Regions from separate parts of the Mus musculus genome. Here region 1 is linked to region 2. A link is a contact called in public Hi-C data. All regions are on one chromosome and are shown on one strand. The core of a region is the stretch at or near the end of the contact, and the rest is flanking DNA. Distances in the headings are between cores, read along the strand shown.

Region 1 (3,304 bases), core at 330-2,829, 150 kb before region 2:
AAAAAAGAGAAAGTATTATAGAAAGATGATATCATAATGACCTTCATAGGATTCAGGTAATGTTTCAATGAGTCATGTCACAAAAGTTCAAGCTAGGTAAGCAACTATTAAAAACATGAATACCTTTCTGCCTAAAGAATCCAGCTGGTCAAGGGCTTCCTGAATGGCTGGGTCAGTGGGTATCAAGAGCAGAAGCTTCCGCACTCGTAGAGTTATCCTGAGAAAATTTCAAAAATAAAGTAAGTTTCTTTAATTTCTTTCATATAAGCTATATGGTCTTCTAGTATAAATTTATGTACTACTATGAAATAAATTTAGTATATATATACATATATATATATATATGTGTGTGTGTGTGTGTGTGTGTGTGTGTGTATATATATTAGATATATATTTTAGATATATAATGAAATATATATTTCAAGTAAGATTTGCTTGGCTCATTAACTTTAATAACTTGCTTTCAAGCCTCACAAATCCATGCCTTTACCTTGGCTCCTCCAGGTTGGCAAGTTGGTACAGCATGTCAAACACATTACATACAAGTGCCATCACCACACCAGGGAGAGATTTCTCCTGAGGGAAAAACATTAAACATAAATATATACTAGCAAAGGAATTTTCTTTTTCTAACCAAACTTACAAACAGTACTTGTACAAAGTTTGGGGGTGACTACAGAACGGAGTGAAGGTCACTGCCTATCTCTACTTTCCAAGTGACAGGGATATAAACATGTACCACCATTCCCTACTTTTTATGCAGATGCTAGGGACTGAACTCAGCTTCTCATGGCTGTATGAGGAGCACTTTTCTCAATGCTCTACCTTCCCTGCCTCTAAAGCACTAAGAGAGCACAGCACATCTGAGTACTGAAGGAGGACCCAGTGGAGAGATAAACAACAGCAGATCCAGGGAGAAAGACTTATGAGAGGTCAGCAGGAGGTCAGACAGGAGGTCAGCAGGAGGTCAGCAGGAGGTCAGACAGGAGGTCAGCAGGAGGTCAGACAGGAGGTCAGACAGGAGGTCAGCAGGAGGTCAGACAGGAGGTCAGCAGGAGGTCAGCAGGAGGTCAGACAGGAGGTCAGACAGGAGGACATCCCAAGACTAAGACTGGGAAACTGTATCTTTTCTGCTCCAAGTAAGTTCTCAATTACACAGCTTCTTTATCCAGATCTTTGTGATCACTCAAAGCTGTACAGGCTGAAGGCAGAAAGGCAGCAGCTGTAAATCCCTTTTCCTACCTGTTCCATGGCGTAGGACGAACTGAAGGCCCCACTGCTGCTGCTGCTGGAGCTGGTGGAGGAATCTGCAGAGCTCCCCGAGGGGGTCCCACTGCCAGAAGTCTTCACGGTAAGAACTTGTTCATCAGAGAACCCCAGTTGGTGGAGGAGCTTTTGATCTTTATTTACAGTCAGCTGCAAAAGGTTGTTTCTTAGTTACTGAGAGTACAAGAGGAGGAACTATTCAACCTGGGCCAACAGGCCAACAAGTGTTCTTTAAACCCACCAGACTATCGTTCGTAAATATCTGTATGTTGTCCACAGGAGAGCACAGCTGTTTGGCTATCTTCCAGCGGACGCTGCCTATCGTCTCATTACTGTGAGCCTAGAAAATAAAGTGCAACACTGGTGTGAGTGAACTCATGTGCTTGCTGCACTCATCGCTCTCTGGAGAGCAGTCAGTGCTCGGAACTGCCGGGTCTTCCCTCCAGCCTTTTGCTCAGCATCTGCTGTGTGCTGGACCCTTTGTTCAGCAGCTGCTATGTGCCGGACCCTTTGCTCAGCAGCTGCTATGTGCCGGACCCTTTGCTCAGCATCTGCTGTGTGCTGGACCCTTTGCTCAGCAGCTGCTATGTGCTGGACCCTTTGCTCAGCATCTGCTATGTGCTGGACCCTTTGCTCAGCATCTGCGATGTGCTGGACCCTTTGCTCAGCATCTGCTATGTGCCGGACCCTTTGCTCAGCATCTGCGATGTGCTGGACCCTTTGCTCAGCATCTGCTGTGTGCTGGACCCTTTGCTCAGCATCTGCGATGTGCTGGACCCTTTGCTCAGCATCTGCGATGTGCTGGACCCTTTGCTCAGCATCTGCGATGTGCTGGACCCTTTGCTCAGCATCTGCTATGTGCTGGACCCTTTGCTCAGCATCTGCTATGTGCTGGACCCTTTGCTCAGCATCTGCGATGTGCTGGACCCTTTGCTCAGCATCTGCTATGTGCTGGACCCTTTGCTCAGCAGCTGCGATGTGCTGGACCCTTTGCTGCAAACTAGGAAGACAGCAGCCTTCTCAAGAGCTCCCGCTCTTGGGTGGTCCCCTATACAGTGCTAAGTGCTTTATGCCATTCCCTGGAAGTCACGTCTATCCCCACCCTCTCTCAAGAGCCACCTTGTGGGCTTTTATACCTGCTGCTCTCTATCTGAAAAGACTGTACTAATAAAAGCGATTGCTCTGTTGCTTTTCAAATCCCTGCTTGAACATGAGCCATCTCAGGGGTCCATCTTGATCCAAGATATTTCATGAATATCATCACCTTCAACCCACTTATTATCCTTTACTATTACTTACTCTTTAGAACACACATCTTCACTTGGCACTGTGTTTTTATATCTGTTTATATTCCAAGCTTTCCTTTCCTTTCAGGCTTACTTTATTTTATGTTTGTATGTGGGTGTTGTATGAGTATATGTATTCATGAGTGTGAAAACCAGAGACTGATGTCAAGTGCCTTTTTCTACTGTTCTCCACCTTACTTTTTGAGACACTCATTGAACCTAGAGTTCACTGAATGGCTAAATAACCTCTATCAATCTCCCTGGACCCTGTCCCCAGCCCTAGGATTGTAAGTACATACTACCATGCCCAGCGTGTCACCTGGGTGCTAGCGATCCAAGCAGGTCCTCATGCTTGCTCCCAGAGATCTCAGTCTTTATTTTCCATTTATTTATCAGGTATCATTGGGAACCATCATTTATCTCCACCAACATCGTTCTTATGAAAATAGGTGTAGATATTAATGCAAACTTACCTCTACAGTGAAGGTATCTTTGGTAGACTCGTAGGTAACATTAAGAGTTAAAAGATGTCCATGAAATGAGGCACCATGAGGTAGAATAGTTCGTGGGACAGAGTAGAAGTCCTTGGAAGAGATAAGGCAGCAGAGTGAGACAGTGAGGCACGACTGCACATGAAGCCCATGCTTCGCCACCTCTCCCAGCACCGTGAGTACCACTGCTCTAAGAGAGGCCATACCTCTATTGTGATCACGTAGCGCTCCGCCAGAAGCAGCAGTCTCTCGATTATCACA
Region 2 (3,386 bases), core at 838-3,337:
CTATCTATCTATCTATCTATCTATCTATTTTCAAGACAGGGTTTCTCTGTATAGTCCTGGCTGTCCTGGAACTCACTCTGTAGACCAGGCTGGCCTCAAACTTAGAAATCCGCCTGCCTCTGCCTCCCAAGTGCTGGATTTATTTATTTTATGTATGCAAGTACACTGTCACTGTCTTCACACACACCAGAACAGGTCATCAGATCCCGTTATAGATGGTTGTGAGCCACCATGTGGTTGCTGGGAATTGAACTCAGGACCTCTGGAACAGCAGTCTGTGCTCTAAACCACTGAGCCATCTCTCCAGCCCAAAGCTATGTGGCACCTCGCCTAGCTGCAGAGCCATCTTAAGTTTGTTTCCTATTCAGCCCCTTTCCCACCTCTATGCACAGAGAGAAGGGGAGCAGAGGGTGAGAGAGGTTTGACTTTGATTTTCAGTTTTGCTAGAAAGAATGCAGAATAATAAGGAACAGAATGTCTACTCCATCATCTCAGAAGGAGGCATCATCTATATGTATTTCAAGGCAGGGTTTCTCTGTGTAGTCTTGGCTGTCCTGGAGCTCACTCTGTAGACAAGGCTGGCCTCGAACTCAGAAATCCGCCTGCCTCTGCCTCCCAAGTGCTGGGGTTAAAGGCATGAGCCACCATTGCTTGGTCATATTTTTAGGGTTTTTATTACAATTACTTATTTACTCTGTGTGTGTGTGTGTGTGCGTGTGCGTGTGTGTGTGTGTGTAGGTGCGTACACCTGTAAAGGCCAGAGGATAACTTGTGGGTATCAGTTTTCTCCTTCCATCCTTCCACCAAGTGGGTCCTGGGGATTGAACACAGTTTGTCGGTCTTAGTGGCAAGTGCCTTTATCTGCTGAACCACATCACCAGCCCTGCATATATTTTTATAAAGGTTAACATATGGGGTGTGGGTAATCCATGAAGACTATGTGATACCTGAGCCCAATGCTATGGACTCTTTGGAGAAGAGAAAACCATGAAGACAGAAGAAAAACGGCTTCTAGGGATTGGGATATAGGAAGAGAAGAAAAGATGAATAGAGGAACCAAAAGGCATTTTTTAGGGCAGGGAAACAATCTCATGTATCGCTACAATGGTAGCCACAGCTTACTATACTTGCCACACCTAAGTGTACGTACGTTATGAAGAATGAGTCCTCATGTGTGCTCCAGAGTTTGGGTGATGGCATTGTGTCTACACTGATTCAGCCAACAAAGGAAGCACTCTAATGAGAGGTTGAGTGGGGGTAGACTGACTGTGTGTGTGTTACGGGAGCTACTTCAGCTCAAGTGTTGCTATGCAACTAAACTTCCTCTACCAAGTAAAGTCCATTTCTACGGCGATGGTACCTGGATCTGCATGACATAAAGAGGTGCTCTTACCGGTGACCCCATCACTGCCCTTCAGCTCAGACTCATACTGCCTGCATTCCTATTCAACTGCCTCTTGGTTCTCATCCTGTGACACACTAGTGGCCGTGTTGCCCATGCCCAAGACTGTTCTAGAGTTATTCAAGTTTTATGTACTGTCTCTCTCCTTAGTGCCTTAGTGGGTTTTGAACTTGGAGCCAGACAGGCTTGAGTGGGGGATTTTCCTATGTCTCATTTTCCTTATCTGCACTGAAACGGGGATCTGGGGAAGACAGTGAGATAGCTCAGCAGGTAAGCACTCACCCCAGAAGCCTGATTGACTTGGAACTCTTAACATAATAGTTCGCCTTCCCTTCTTTCCCTCACATGGCTTAGAGGAAGTGGACTCTGGGAAAGCCAGAGACTCCATTTAGTAACAAGAGATGAGGGGAAGAGATTGGGAGGGAGAGAGGCGGAACACCAGCGCCCTTCTCACACTGCCTCACATCTGGAGAGCTGTTGACTTCCTGGGTCCTCCTCGTGGAGCGTGGAGGAGGATGTTATCTTTCAAGTGACAGGGGCCTCTGTTTCCGATTCTCACAGGCTAGCTGAATGTCCGTTGCATCAGGCAGAGAGAGCTGCCCAGATCTGACACTAACTCCTTGTGGAAGAGGCTGGCAGGCCCACCAGGCCAGCGGGGCAGCCTGCAGGGCAGTGATACTGAATGAATTTAGTGCCTGTGAAGGAGGCCGGATCGGCAGGCCCTGGGACAAACTGCCTCTTTGTTCTCAGTACACCCCCTAGACAAACAGTGCCAGTTTTCTTCTGGGCCCTAGCCACACTCAGCTGTGAGGAGAGGAGCAAGAAGCTCTGTTGATTTCAGCCCTTGAAGGGATCCATTTATTTGTGTCTTGGAGACCCACTGGCAGCCTGCAGGCTTCGGGGATGAGGTCTTAAGCTAACACTTGCCAAGTTACCAACTTCAAACACTTTTTACTGTAGCCTACAGTGAGAAAAAATGTTTTACACCTTGAACCAGTGACACAGGCACATCACATGCACACACACACACACACACACACACACACACTTTTCATGTTTAGAATATGAAATGGGGCCAGCAGGATGGCTCAGTGGTTAGAGTGCCTACTTCATAAGCATGAGGACCTAAATTCAGAACCCCAAAGTCACCCAAAAATCAGGCATGAGGGCAGGCAGCTGTAATCCCAGCATCTCGTGAGGGCTGACGCAGGAGCTGGAGGGAAGGGTGTTCTCTGGCCTGGCAGCCTAACCAAAATTAGAGCTCCTGGTTCAAAGGGAGACCCTGCCTGAAAAAATAAGGTGGAATGGAGACTCCAGGGTAATAGCATTGTCCAGAAATGGCACAGTCGATGAGCATATGAACCCATGGAGACTGTGCCAGCACGCACAAGACCCTCACATGTTCGACCCAGACAAAATCCCAGCCTAAGGAAGGAGAAGTGGGCACAAAGCACCACGACTGGCCAAGAAGCTGTTTGCAAGGGGTAAGTGATGGGGGAAGACAGATTGGTTCTCTCCAGTGGAGGGACACATCAACCACAGTTCAGGGCAAGCCCCACGCTCAGGAGAAGTTGGCCAACACAAAATGAACTCTGTGATTTTTGTGTGGGTTTGTTTGTTTTGTTTTGAGAGAGAAAGAACATGAAGGTAGGTGGGTAGGGAGGTGGGTATCTGTAAGGAGTTGGAATGTGGGAAAATACATTGTATGAAACATTTTCAATTAAAAAGATTTTATGGTGATAGAATATACCTACTGTTGAGCTCTCTGGCTCCACATACACACATTCACACATGTACACACTCACATATAAGCACACACTTACCCACATGCACACACACCTACACACACAGGCACACACTCACACACAGGCACACACTTACACAATGCACACACATCTACACACATGCACACATGCCTACACATTCACATAAGCCTACACACACACATTCACCCAACATGCACACACTCACACACAGGTACACA

Evidence for each region. A called contact is a pair of places that touch in the nucleus more often than the background predicts.
Region 1: a Hi-C map of cortical glia shows a contact between it and region 2, with 4 times the contacts expected there. The contact joins two enhancer-like sites. A contact is called at or near these places in 6 of 39 promoter capture datasets (the 3T3-L1 cell line, the C10 cell line, embryonic stem cells and 3 more), 10 of 15 datasets of contacts at CTCF or cohesin (CD8 T cells, the G1E-ER4 cell line, the NIH/3T3 cell line and 4 more), 246 of 484 Hi-C or Micro-C datasets (the 3T3-L1 cell line, 3T3-L1-derived adipocytes, the 63-12 cell line and 132 more), 38 of 115 datasets of contacts at active chromatin or transcription factors (the 230-238 cell line, the HPC-7 cell line, the NIH/3T3 cell line and 30 more) and 4 of 9 other capture datasets (adipose tissue, embryonic stem cells, embryonic tail and 1 more).

Annotation. Positions count from the first base shown.
Region 1 is chr4:106,377,341-106,380,644 of GRCm38.p6, reverse strand. It overlaps Usp24 (ubiquitin specific peptidase 24), which reads right to left. Exons shown (of 68, transcript NM_183225.2): 25 at 3,250-3,304; 26 at 3,026-3,136; 27 at 1,508-1,606; 28 at 1,243-1,416; 29 at 491-576; 30 at 124-217. Among named protein-coding and RNA genes, the nearest start is that of Gm40218, 55 kb to the right of the region's middle. Within about 2 kb of position 1,579, at least 18 of the 459 cell types and tissues checked have an H3K27ac peak or open chromatin away from gene starts, as enhancers often do. A contact at or near this core is called in cortical glia and neural stem cells, where this site is marked.
Region 2 is chr4:106,231,367-106,234,752 of GRCm38.p6, reverse strand. No RefSeq gene overlaps it. Among named protein-coding and RNA genes, the nearest start is that of Gm12724, 4.1 kb to the left of the region's middle. Within about 2 kb of position 2,087, at least 86 of the 459 cell types and tissues checked have an H3K27ac peak or open chromatin away from gene starts, as enhancers often do. A contact at or near this core is called in cortical glia and neural stem cells, where this site is marked.